Regions from separate parts of the Mus musculus genome. Here regions 2 and 3 are each linked to region 1. Evidence: chromatin contacts called from public Hi-C data. All regions are on one chromosome and are shown on one strand. The core of a region is the stretch at or near the end of the contact, and the rest is flanking DNA. Distances in the headings are between cores, read along the strand shown. Region 1 overlaps Gm40677 (a long non-coding RNA gene). Region 2 overlaps 1700023F02Rik (RIKEN cDNA 1700023F02 gene). Region 3 has its middle 63 kb from the start of Gm40677.

Evidence for each region. A called contact is a pair of places that touch in the nucleus more often than the background predicts.
Region 2: a contact with region 1 is called in a Hi-C map of cerebellum, with 2.4 times the contacts expected there. The contact joins two enhancer-like sites. A contact is called at or near these places in 4 of 484 Hi-C or Micro-C datasets (brain, cerebellar granule neurons and cerebellum).
Region 3: a Hi-C map of cerebellum shows a contact between it and region 1, with 1.7 times the contacts expected there. The contact joins two enhancer-like sites. A contact is called at or near these places in 6 of 484 Hi-C or Micro-C datasets (the AML12 cell line, cerebellar granule neurons, cerebellum and 2 more).

Annotation. Positions count from the first base shown.
Region 1 is chr10:66,356,395-66,360,410 of GRCm38.p6, forward strand. All of the region lies in intron 2 of Gm40677 (a long non-coding RNA gene), which reads right to left. Among named protein-coding and RNA genes, the nearest start is that of Gm22594, 130 kb to the right of the region's middle. Within about 2 kb of position 1,512, at least 9 of the 459 cell types and tissues checked have an H3K27ac peak or open chromatin away from gene starts, as enhancers often do. A contact at or near this core is called in cerebellar granule neurons and cerebellum, where this site is marked.
Region 2 is chr10:66,179,498-66,183,173 of GRCm38.p6, forward strand. The region is part of intron 2 of 1700023F02Rik (RIKEN cDNA 1700023F02 gene); the gene reads right to left. It overlaps 4930407I19Rik (RIKEN cDNA 4930407I19 gene), which reads left to right. Exons shown (of 5, transcript NR_131070.1): 5 at 1-17. Among named protein-coding and RNA genes, the nearest start is that of Gm22829, 11 kb to the left of the region's middle. Within about 2 kb of position 1,929, at least 2 of the 459 cell types and tissues checked have an H3K27ac peak or open chromatin away from gene starts, as enhancers often do. A contact at or near this core is called in cerebellar granule neurons and cerebellum, where this site is marked.
Region 3 is chr10:66,573,452-66,577,360 of GRCm38.p6, forward strand. No RefSeq gene overlaps it. Among named protein-coding and RNA genes, the nearest start is that of Gm40677, 63 kb to the left of the region's middle. Within about 2 kb of position 1,555, at least 7 of the 459 cell types and tissues checked have an H3K27ac peak or open chromatin away from gene starts, as enhancers often do. A contact at or near this core is called in cerebellar granule neurons and cerebellum, where this site is marked.

The DNA of each region.
Region 1 (4,016 bases), core at 262-2,761:
GCGGTGTCGCACACCTTTAATCCCAGCACTTAGGAGGCAGAGGCAGGCGAATTTCTGAGTTCGAGGCTAGCCTGGTCTACAGAGTGAGTTCCAGGACAGCCAGGGCTACACAGAGAAACCCTGTCTCGAAAAAAAACAAAAAACAAACAAACAGAAACCTCTCAGCTCCTTCTCCAGAACCAGCCCTGCATGTGCACTGCCAGGCTTCCCACCATAATGATAATGGGCTGAACCTCAGAACTGTAAGCCAACCCCAAATAATTGTTTTCCTTCATAAAAGTTGCCATGGTCATGGTGTCTCCTCACAGCAATGGAAGCCCTAAGATACAATCAACATATAGAAGCATGCCTTCTTAGGAAACACATGCCCTGTGACAACATTAATTTCTATAGCAGTCCAGGGAACTGCAAGTCTCCAGTACCTGACCATTGACAGCAGTTCATTTCTGGGGATTTTACTCTAAAGCAAGGGGCTTTCTGGTTCCATTTTCTATACTCCCCTATCAAGACAGGTCCTCATGATAAATAAGGAAACATTTCAATGGGGAGATAATTTTCCATCTCAACTGGAGCAGAGGCTTTCCCTAAAACTGTAGCCTAACTGGTATCTGTCCCCTAACAGAGCTGCCTTGTCTAGCCTCAGTGAAAGAGGATGCACCTAATCTAACTTGATGCACCAGGGTAGAGGAAATACCCAGAACCCTCCCTCCATCAGAGGACAAAGGGAGGGGGTGGGGAGGACTGGGAGGGGGCAGTGTCTACAATATAAATAAATAAATAAATAAATAAATAAATAAATAAATATTTTAAAATGAGTATTACCTAAGATGCATCAGAAGATTTTCCCTTTTTTGCTATCTGAATCTTCTGTCTTGATTAATAAGAGCTGTGGCATAGATGAGACAGTCACCTGGAGCCTACAATACACTAGGCATTGAATACACACTTTTGAATTAGTAAAGGCCTGTTCCCCACTCTATGATGTCCCCCTTGTTCCTCTAGCAGAATGGATGCCTCCCTCTGAGGTCTCTAACAGCATTTTGCAGTTTTTGTCGTATTCTTTTACACTGACTTTTGCTAAAGTTCATTAAATTCTCTGTCTATCCCTGTTGCCTTATTAACAAGAACCAGTCTTCATTCCATCGACACTTTCCACAGAATACTGTGCAGAGCCAACTCTGTTGTCCTATTATTTTAGGACTGTGGTATTGATTAGTCACAGCATATGGAAATTGGCAGGTGTGCTAAAATTTGGTGTTGGGGGAGCAACAGCAACACTTGATCTCTTGACAAGGAAGTTGTTGGGTTCTGGTACATGCCTGTGAGAATTATGAAAAACAATGTACTACACTCATGCTCCCTCCCGTTGGAACTGCTGCTCTTGGTCTGCTACCTACAAGCACTGGTCAAGCCAAGATCTGGAATTGCCCCTGTCGATGCTGCACTTGGACGGAAAGAAAGAAGGAAATGACTATTCATGTACAGTCCGGGCCCACTGCTGGCTGGAAACCAGGGCAGAGCAGCCAAAGCTTCTCAGGCCGGGCTTGTGTGCAGGAGCTTGGCTTCCCAGTATGAATCTAGAGATGGTTGAGCGCCCTTCATTTCATGCCTCGCTGAGCAATGTCCTCATTTCTTTGTCCATGCCTTTGCTTGTGAGAAATAACAAAGCATGATAGGGGTTGCGGGGTGGAGTCACCTGGATCGGAATCCTGACTTCACTCTTTTCTAATTTTGCTCTGTTTAATAGGTTACCCCATGGATATAAAGATTAATTATACAATATTTATGTAAAGATGATTAGTACTTGGAATAGCACGTAAGGTGGAATAGCCACATAACTACTATGACCATATCGAGGCCATTGGATGGTATTGCAGGGGTGCTAAAATTTACTCTGGGGACACTAGTGGACATACAGGAATATTGAAACCAATGAATGGGATTATCTGGCTTCTTTATTAAATGTCGTTGTGGCCATGGGTTGGAGAAGGGACATGAGAAGTGCAAAAGGAAATTCAGGGTTAGCAAGCCCAGAAAGACAAGGTGGTGTCTTACAGCAGATTGCAATTTACTCTACAGAGATTCAGCAAGCAGGAAGTGATGCACTGTAAGAATGGAAGACTAGGGTGGAATCATGAGAGAAGGGAAAGTGTGGAGGAATTTGTCAGGATTCCAGCTTCCTTCCTTTGTCCAAGGGGGCCAGAGGACAACATCTAAGATGGAGAAGGCGGCAGGAGTATTACTTGGAGAGGAAAATCAGGGACTCCTTGGGGAATTATCAGTTTGGACTGTCTATGGTAAGTCCACACAGAACTTTCAATAGAGGATAGTTTCAATAGAGGAAACCATTATCAAGTAACTATAGAAAACTAAATGTACACTATGTTACAACCATTAAATCTATCAAGAATCATTGCATTTGCTATGGATGTAAGTTAATATAAAAGAAGAAGAGAAGGCAGAGTTCTTAAGGGACTTTCAAGTCAGAAGTATCAAATAAAGGTGCCCAAGAAGGGCTGAGAAGGAGCCCAGGGACTCTGGTGTTACAAACCACCCAGAAGAGAAGATACAGCACTCAAATGCAGCGAAGGTGACTGGATGAGATCCTAAGATGGGAGAAAGATGTTTATTGGATGGAGCCCATGAGCCTGTGATGGGAAAGCTTGATGGAGCATCTGAAACTATAGTCCGATTGGTGAGAAAATTAAACAAGAGTTGGTAAAGGGGGAAGACTGAAAAGTGATTTCATAAAGACTACTTTAGATACTTTGAATATAGAATATCTTCATGTCTCTATTCTGCTACACTGTCCCTCTGGCTCCATATCAGGGCAACTGAGAAGGAAGCTCATTTGCTCCCTCCCTTGGTTTTAGTGGGGAAGACCGAACCATGGAAGTCCCCATTAGACAACCTCTTATTCTGCCAAGATCAACCTCCTCTGCTTCTGGATCACTGAAAGATGCATCAGCTCCTCTCTGGGATACTCTACTATCTGTTGTATGAACAGTATATTTACTTCACATCTTATCAGTGACTATCAATCACTCGTGTGTCAGCAGTGTGTAGCAGAGGCTACCCACCATAAAACACAAGACACCGAACACACAGTCAAAATCCAGTCAGAAGTAGGACACGGCAAGTGACATTTGTAGACGAATAATATCCTATGAGGGATGCGATGTTGCTAAAGTGGGAAAAGGAGGTCATAGTTTTAGGAGCAATATGTCTAATAAGCAAAGATGAGGTGGAGTCCAGAAGACAAGGGAAGATGCTGGTCACTGATGGGAAGCAGAGGAGATCCTGTAACAAAATAAAAAGACAGGATTCCAACTTAAATATTCTCTGTGAGGAGCAAAGGGTGTAATTAAATTCACCAGAGATGGCTAACCAGACAACCAGGAGTTACAGAGGCTGTGGGAATGAGAGATACAACATACACAGGTATGAAAAGCATACTCTGCCAAGAACTAAGGTACATATAGTATTCTAGCATCAAGGGGATTCCACTCCTGGTTCCTCTGAATGACTCCAGCCATTTACTTTCCATCAAAAGCAGAGAAAGATTAGAAGGCCATAAAGTTCATACTCTACAGCAGAATCCAAATTGTTACCCAGTTTCCCATGGCATCTTCATAAGCAACTCTTTCACCTCCATCTTAGGGAAGATGTATTGGAAGACACTGGAGAATTCTAGTGCCACCCACAAACATCGCCTGTTTATATTTCATTTTATTTTGTTTCAGATTACTTGAACAGTAGTCTTGCTATCTCAGGGTAAACTATTAGTTATTGACTCCTTACATATTTTTCCCTCAGAGTCATGAACTGCATTTTTAAACTAGGAAAGCAATTCATAACTCCCTTGAGAGCCAGAACACTGAATAGAAATGAATATATTTCCACAGAAATGGACTCATTACCCTGCCAGAAGGCATAGAGCCCTGTGAACACTTGTTATAAAACAAAGGGGTCTTGTAGGAAAAGATCTTCTGCGCTGATCTTAATCAGTGGTTCTC
Region 2 (3,676 bases), core at 679-3,178, 180 kb before region 1:
TAAAAATGTGTACATGTACACTATTGAATACCATTCATCTGTAATTAAAAATGAAATCACTAATATTGTGGGTAAATGACTGGAACTAGAAAAGGTCATATTGAGTGAGAGGAACCCAGACCCAGGAAGACAAATGTCAGAGTTTCTCTCTTATTGGAGGCTCCTAGTTCTAATTCTTCAGATGTGAATATTTATCATGAAGTAACTATGGAAACTAAGAAATTTTAAAAAGTACTGTTGCCAAGATAGGGAAGAGGGGGAATAGCAAGACATAAATGATCTAATCACCAAATTGGGGAAAGAGCCAGAGAGGGGCCTGGAACTAGGAACAGGAAGGGAGATAGATACAGAAGAGGAAGGAAGAAGTAAAATAAGATTAAGGATGGCCAAAACCATCATAAGGATATCTACCTTGTAAAAACTTATAGTAAAGGTAAGTCCATGGGGGGGGAGGGGGAATATATATATATATATATATATGTATCCTAAATAAACACTTCTCATCTAGGCTAACAGTGATTGTCAAGGTCCAAGGACAATTTCACAACATATTCACAAAATAGCAACACCATCACATGAGAAGCCCTCCTCTGAGCTGTTGGCCAGCATTGTCCAACAGATTTTCATAAAACACTACAAGGCTATTGGTATTTCCCTTGGTTGCCCACTAGAGGTGGAAAGTAAGTCTCTATTGCTAAAGAAACCATGGACTTCATATACAGAGCTCAAAGACATCTGAGCTAAAATTGGCCTGAATGCTTTCCCCCTAAAAACTAGCTTTCATGTTACTAGAAGATACCATGCAAGTTTCTAAAGGAGAGAAGCATCCAACTGTCATACCCAGTTGTATCTCCTGTTAACAATAACCAACAACCAGCAAGGCAGGAGAACCCTAAGGGTGCCGTAATGGCATGCATACATTGGTAGTAACCAACAGCTCTCTAATTTGACTTAAGACCCACTCGACAAGAGGGAAAACATGCCTAGTTCTAGAAACCTATCCAACTACCCAAGGCTAGTAAAACCATGCTTATTCGAATAGAACCTATAGTCACCACTTTACTAAAACAACATAATCCATAACTATATTTTAAATGTTTATCTTTATACCCACAGAAAAATATAGTCTTCATTCCTAATCAAGGAAGTCTCTCTTTGCAACAGACACAGTTAATTACAGAAAACTATAACCAACAGAGTCCTATATCCCAGTTCCAATGTTTTTGCATACAATACAATTTCCACATTTAAGGCTCAGGAAGCATTGTATAAGAGGAGGCCAAAAGATTAGAAGAGGCAGAGGATCAGGGAGTTTGCTGTGAGATTGTGCCTCATAGTAATGTCAGAAGCTACACCTATAAAGTCTCACCAGCATGACTACCTAAACATGAGCTAAAAATGGAGAACAAAGATTTAAACAATAAAACATGCTAAGGAAGTCAGGGAGAAAACCCACAAGGCCTCAAACCCATACAAAAACTACAGGCAACTAAGGAATGCTAAAAGAGGCGAAAGCCTTTCCCAGAGAAGAGCTCATGAATTGGTTATCCAATACCAAAATACCAAGACGGTAATCTCTGAAAAAAAATGTAACATATAATTTTATGTTTGTGATATATATATATATATATATATATATATATATATATATATATTTGTGTGTGTGCATATATATTTAGGAATGCATATATATACACACTCATATAGACATATAACAACAATTAATGATAAATGAGGACATGTATTTGAAAGACAGAGAGGAGAAGTATATGAGAATGAGGAAAGGGAAAGCAGAAATGATGTAATTTCGTTATAATCTCAAAAAGAACAGGATATGACCAGTTTGGCTCTTAGGATGAGACATGCATAGGACAGTAAATTGGGACAGATGTCTCAGCTGGGGGCCTAATGCACATGAAAGAGAGCCCAAATGGGGCCAGTAAAGCCACCTGGCAACCTGGCAGTTGACTACAGGCACACAAGAGAGCCCTGCCAAGCCCAACAGATTTCCAGAAACTTCCCACTGGCTACTTCATTTGGAATCAAGACTAAATAGATCGATGCCTTAAGTTCTCTGTGATAGGTGATTTCTCATGCACCAAGTAGTCAACTAGCAGACTAATTGTCACACACTTGAAAGCTTATACACCTAAGCATCTCATCTAGGACTTGGTGGATTTAACACTGTGAAAGCACAAAATCACACACACACATACACACGGGGTGAAGGGAAGTGAATGTGATAAAAGGAATCTACAAATTACTATGACTTCATTTCTCATATCCATTGCTCTGATCATGCCATTTTCCAATGATATGTTGTGCAGCCAGTGTCCTGTCATTCAGATTCTTTCCTCCTCATTTCCTATGATTCTGAGTATTCGTGAATTGGGTTCCTCTACTCAATATTTAAAAACAAAACATGTGTTTCTATCTTCTATATTACCTCTGCATGGCTCGATCTTCGCTTGCTCTATTCCGCTCCCTCTACTGCTCCTCCCCTTTTTCCCCTCCCCCCTCCCCTCTCTCCCTTCCCTCCCCCTTGTGATGGTCTCTACTGCCCAGTAAAATAACCAATCTTCTTCTCAATTATTTTCAAGTATGAAGAATAATGACCACTCATTGAGGCATGCTCGTCCTAAATAAACTTAAATGATTTAAAATTGTCTTGTCCTTTCCCATCACAGAGAAGAAGAAGCCTAAAGTAGCACACAATGACTGAAATATCCAAGTATATTCCATGTTCCTATAACTGAGTCAGGTCAGTCTGCAGATAAGTATTTGAAGATGAAGAGATTATCTTGGGTACACAGTGGTCGTACACATTCCTCAGGACCATGGAGTTTGGAAAAGGAGATGCTCCCAAGTAGACAAATGAAGCCAGATCAGTATCTCTCATGCTGCACTATAGCTAATTCCTAAGGTATCAAAAGCTTTAATGTACTACCCATAACTGTGAAACCATTAGAGAAAACATACATAAAACACTTCGGGATATAATCAGGGATTTTCATATAGCACAAGAAATAATGAAGAATTGATAAACAGGGTTGCATGACATTGAGAGACTTTGGCACAAGAAAGGCAACCAAAAACCCGAATGGGACACTATGGAAAGGGAAAATTTGCTGTCTACATATCTGACAGAGAATTAATATTGAAGATATATTAAAAACAGCCAAATTAAGCAACAACAACACAAAACTGCCTTTTGATATTTAGGCTAAAGAACCAGAGCTCTCAAAGAATAAATAAATAAATAAATAAATAAATAAATAAATACAAGCTGTCAAAAAATCTTTTAAAATGTTCAATATTCTTAGCCACAAGAGAGATGTAAATTAAAACAAATTATAGATTCTACCTCCCCAGTCAGAATGGCTACTATCAAGTAAACAGATGACAATGAATGCTCACAAAGATGTGGAGAAGGAGGCATCCTTATTTACTATCAGTAGAAGTGTAAACTGGTCTAGCCAATATGGAAATCTATGTAGAGGATTTTCAATAAATAAACATAAAGAACAACCGTATGGTTCAGGTATACTTAGTTTTGAAAACCCTATCAGGCAACATACCACAGAGATACTACTACATCCACATTCACTCAGCACTATTCATGATTGTCAGAAAATAGACTCACCCTAGATGTGATTGTGTGTATGTGTCTGTGTGT
Region 3 (3,909 bases), core at 305-2,804, 220 kb after region 1:
TATGCACTCTTCTGCCTTTTTCCTTGTGTCCCGAAATAGAATTAAGTACTTGTTGCACCCATGCTATCAGATAAGATTCACCATTCATGGTGCCCCTGAGAAAGGAAACCTACCCTAGTAAAAGAATCTACCCGGATTCCTCAACTGAGAAATGGAGATCCAAAAATCTACATTCCAGTCTAAAGCTCATCAAGAAGTAAATTTCCCACAGAGGAAACATTCGCCTCCACTTTGGTGGCGATGGAACAGCGGTTTAGGTAATAGTTTTAGGTTAGACAAAATACGAACGGAAACTAATCACCACATCAACTTGTGAACTGAATTCACTCACCAATAAAATTTAAAGTAGTTTAAATTCAGCAATTTTCCCTGCAGGTTCCCAACAGAAGCAAATACAACGTGATGGTTTATGTTCACTGTCAACTTTACTAGTTTAGAATCACCATGGAAACATGCCTCTGGGCATAGCTATTGGGTGTTTCTAGAAATATTGAAATGAGCAAGGAATATTCACCCTGAATGAAGATGACGGATGACATCCTATGGGTGGAGTCCCAGGCTGAAAAGGAGGAAGTGAGCTGAGCCCCAGCATGCATCTCTCTCTGCTTCCTGGCTGTAGGTTCCTTGTGACCAGCTGCATTGGGCTGCTGTCTGCGGCTCCTACCGCCATGAGTCCATACTATGACCTGGACTCTGGAACTGTGAACCAAGACAAACCTTTCCTCTTACATCACTTTCTGTCAGGTATTTAGTTATAACAATGAAGAGAATAACTAATACAGGTGGTCTAGAGAAATCTACGGCTATAGTGCTGACCAGGATTATGAGACTATTATAGATCCAAATTAGGAAGAGTTGGAACATAGAGGTAAAATATTAAGCAGGCAAATTATGTGGATTGTGTAGCTGGCTATTTGTAGCAATGACTATCACGCATATTTTGTCAATGGCCTAACTAATACCTTCCCAAATGTCTTCAAGGACATAGCCTGTTCCCTTTTACCCTCTTTTGTGGTTTCATGGCACTCCATGAGGAAGAACAGTGAAAGTCTATGCACCATTAACTTACAGATTGGGATATTTAGTGGATAGAAAGGTGGTGTGTCATCCATTATAGAACTTAAAGACAAATCAGAAGCCCAGCAGGATTGTCTGTATCAGGTATACAAGTATACTGTGCCCTGGGGCTGGGGGAACGGGTCTGGGTGCAAAGGACTCAAGAGTTAGGCCAAGTTTGATACATTCATCTTGGAGAAACCTCTGGGATCCAAAAGAAGCTTAAATGTATGACAAATAGATGTGGTGGGGCAGGGCACTGGCAACAAAAGCAGAAGTCTATATGGGGTACCTGTGGGTCCCCAGTAAAGAGCAGAGACAGTCACCCAATAAGGAAAATCCTATTTAAAAGACACTGTAAGGTTCCCAGACCACAGATGTGTGCTCACTTCTGACCACAAGAGTACAATGCAAAACTGTGAAGGGATGCCAACTGTGGCTTGGGAATGTAAAGTCAGTTCAAGATTGCCTGGGCTCAAGGCCATTCCTAGTCATTAACACATCTTGAAAGGGGTTTGAGACATGCAGAAGCAATTCCTCAAGTCTCTGCTGGCACCTACAGTTCGAGATAGGAATAGCAAAATAAAATCAGCAGGCATGAAAAGCCTACTCCAAACTGACCTACATTCGTGCTATTATATTTGCATAATTTTCATGTATGCATTCACACACACACACAAACACACACACACACACACATGGGGCCATTTGATATGTAGAGTTTACACAAGGCATCGCTTTCATTGAATTAAACTGATTCTAGGTTTGGCACTTTTCCCACGGTAAGCCAGTGTTGTCGAAATCAGATTTGTCACTTCATTAAACCTGAGCATTAATAGTCCCACCGCCTTCGGAGACATCTTTGTGTCTCGCTGAACCAGTTTGGAATGTCAGGGTGAAGAGACAAGTACTTTAAAGGATGGAGATGTTACAAATGAGACGAATTGCAAAGGCTTCTGTCTATAGAGTGGAAAACGTGACAACAATCTCATAGTGGATGAAGGGTAATTTAGTTAAGTGCAGTCTGAGCTTGAACGTTCTTAATAATTCCTGGGCTGGACATTATACCCACAACTTTAAAGGTGGTGGGAAAGTAAAGATTATCAACTAAAAGCATCATGGACACAAGCTTCTGGAAATGTCTAAATGAGGGAGTCTCTGCATTGAGTTGAGGTAGGAAGACCTAACCTAACTGTGAGCTCTTCCATGGGCTGGAATCCTGACCTGAATAAAAAAGAAAAGTGAGCATATATTCTCTCTCTCTCTCTCTCTCTCTCTCTCTCTCTCTCTCTCTCTCTCTCTCTCTCTCTCTCTCTCTCTCTCTCTCTCTCTCTCTCTCTCTCTCTCTCTCTCTCTCTCTCTCTCTCTCTCTCCCTCCCTCCCTCCCTCCCTCCCTCCCTCCCCGCCTCTTGCTTTTTCTCCCTCTCTCCCTTCCTCCTCACTCTCTCCCTTCCCCTTCCCCCCCTTTCTCCCTCCATCTCTCTCTTCTCTAGCTTTTCTGCTCTCTTGCCCTCTTACTCTCACTCTGTCCTCTCTCCTGATTGCAGATAACAAGCTGTCTGTTGGCCAGCTTCCATCCCTTCCTCACCAGGGTGGATCTTCTTCCCCCAAGAAATGATTAGCCAAAAAGAACCTTTCCTTCTTTGAGTTTGCTTTGCTTCTGGTGATTTCTCATAGCAACAGGAAAAACATGAAACAGAAGACCCAAGGCTCCCTTCCTGCAATAACAAGCATTATGTAGAACTTCCTGACCAATGTTCATTTTTTAAATGATATTTAAATTTTACTAACAGTACCCTCCCCCGAAAAAAAGATAATTCCTCTGGAAGATAAGCTTTTCAGGTGAGCAGACTTTTGGTTGCAGGGTACAGGTCTTGACACTTAACTCTCACCATGAGGTCTGTGCCAACCAGCTCATAGCAATTCCACAGTGGCCAATAGATAGTTGCATTTTGTTGCTATGACAAAACGCCTGGCAAAAACAACTTAAGGAAGGGGAAGGTTTATCTTGTCTCACAGTCTGAGGGCTCCGTCTTTCCTGGCATAGACGTCATGAAGGCAGGAGTTGAGGTATTTGGTTGTATCATATCTGTCTTGTGGAAATAGAGAAAGATGAGTGTGCATACCTACTTCATTTAGTTCAATTGACAAAGTCCCTCAAAGCCCCGTAGATTTGATTCCAAGGTCACTCAAGGTCCTTTCCAGTTCAACATGAACCAATCCAGCCAAGAGTCCCCAGCCTGGGGCTGGAAGGAGCAAAGCCAGGCCATGTACAAGGATTTTTGTGCCACACCCAAATTCCTCCAATGAGAGAAGAGATGAACCCACATATCTGATTATTGCCATATTGAAAAGTATAGCATTATTTTTACATTAAAAGAAAATATTATGAAATATTCCAAGTTAACAATAAGTTCACTATTCCCCTGTGGGTCTTCCTGCCTCCAACCACAACATATGGAAAAAGAGGCAAGGATCCCAATACAATAGCACCATACAAGCTGACAGCAACTCCTTCTCAGAAACTGCATCATTTCTTGTTGATAATCTGTGGCACTTTAAAATAAAATGGCCTCCATAGGCTCATAGGGGTGTGGCCTTATTAGAGGAATTGTGTCACTGGAGATAGGCTTTGAGTTTCTTAGAAGCTCATGCCATGCCTAGTGTGTCTCAGTCTTTTCCTGTTACCTGCTAATCTGGATATAGAACTCTCGGCTCCTGTTCTAGTATCAAGTCTGCCTGCAAACCACCACAATTCCCACCATGAGGATAATGGACTAAATCTCTGAACTGTGAGCCAGCCCCAATTAAATGTTTTCCTTTATAAGAGTTGCCATGATCATAGTGTCTCTT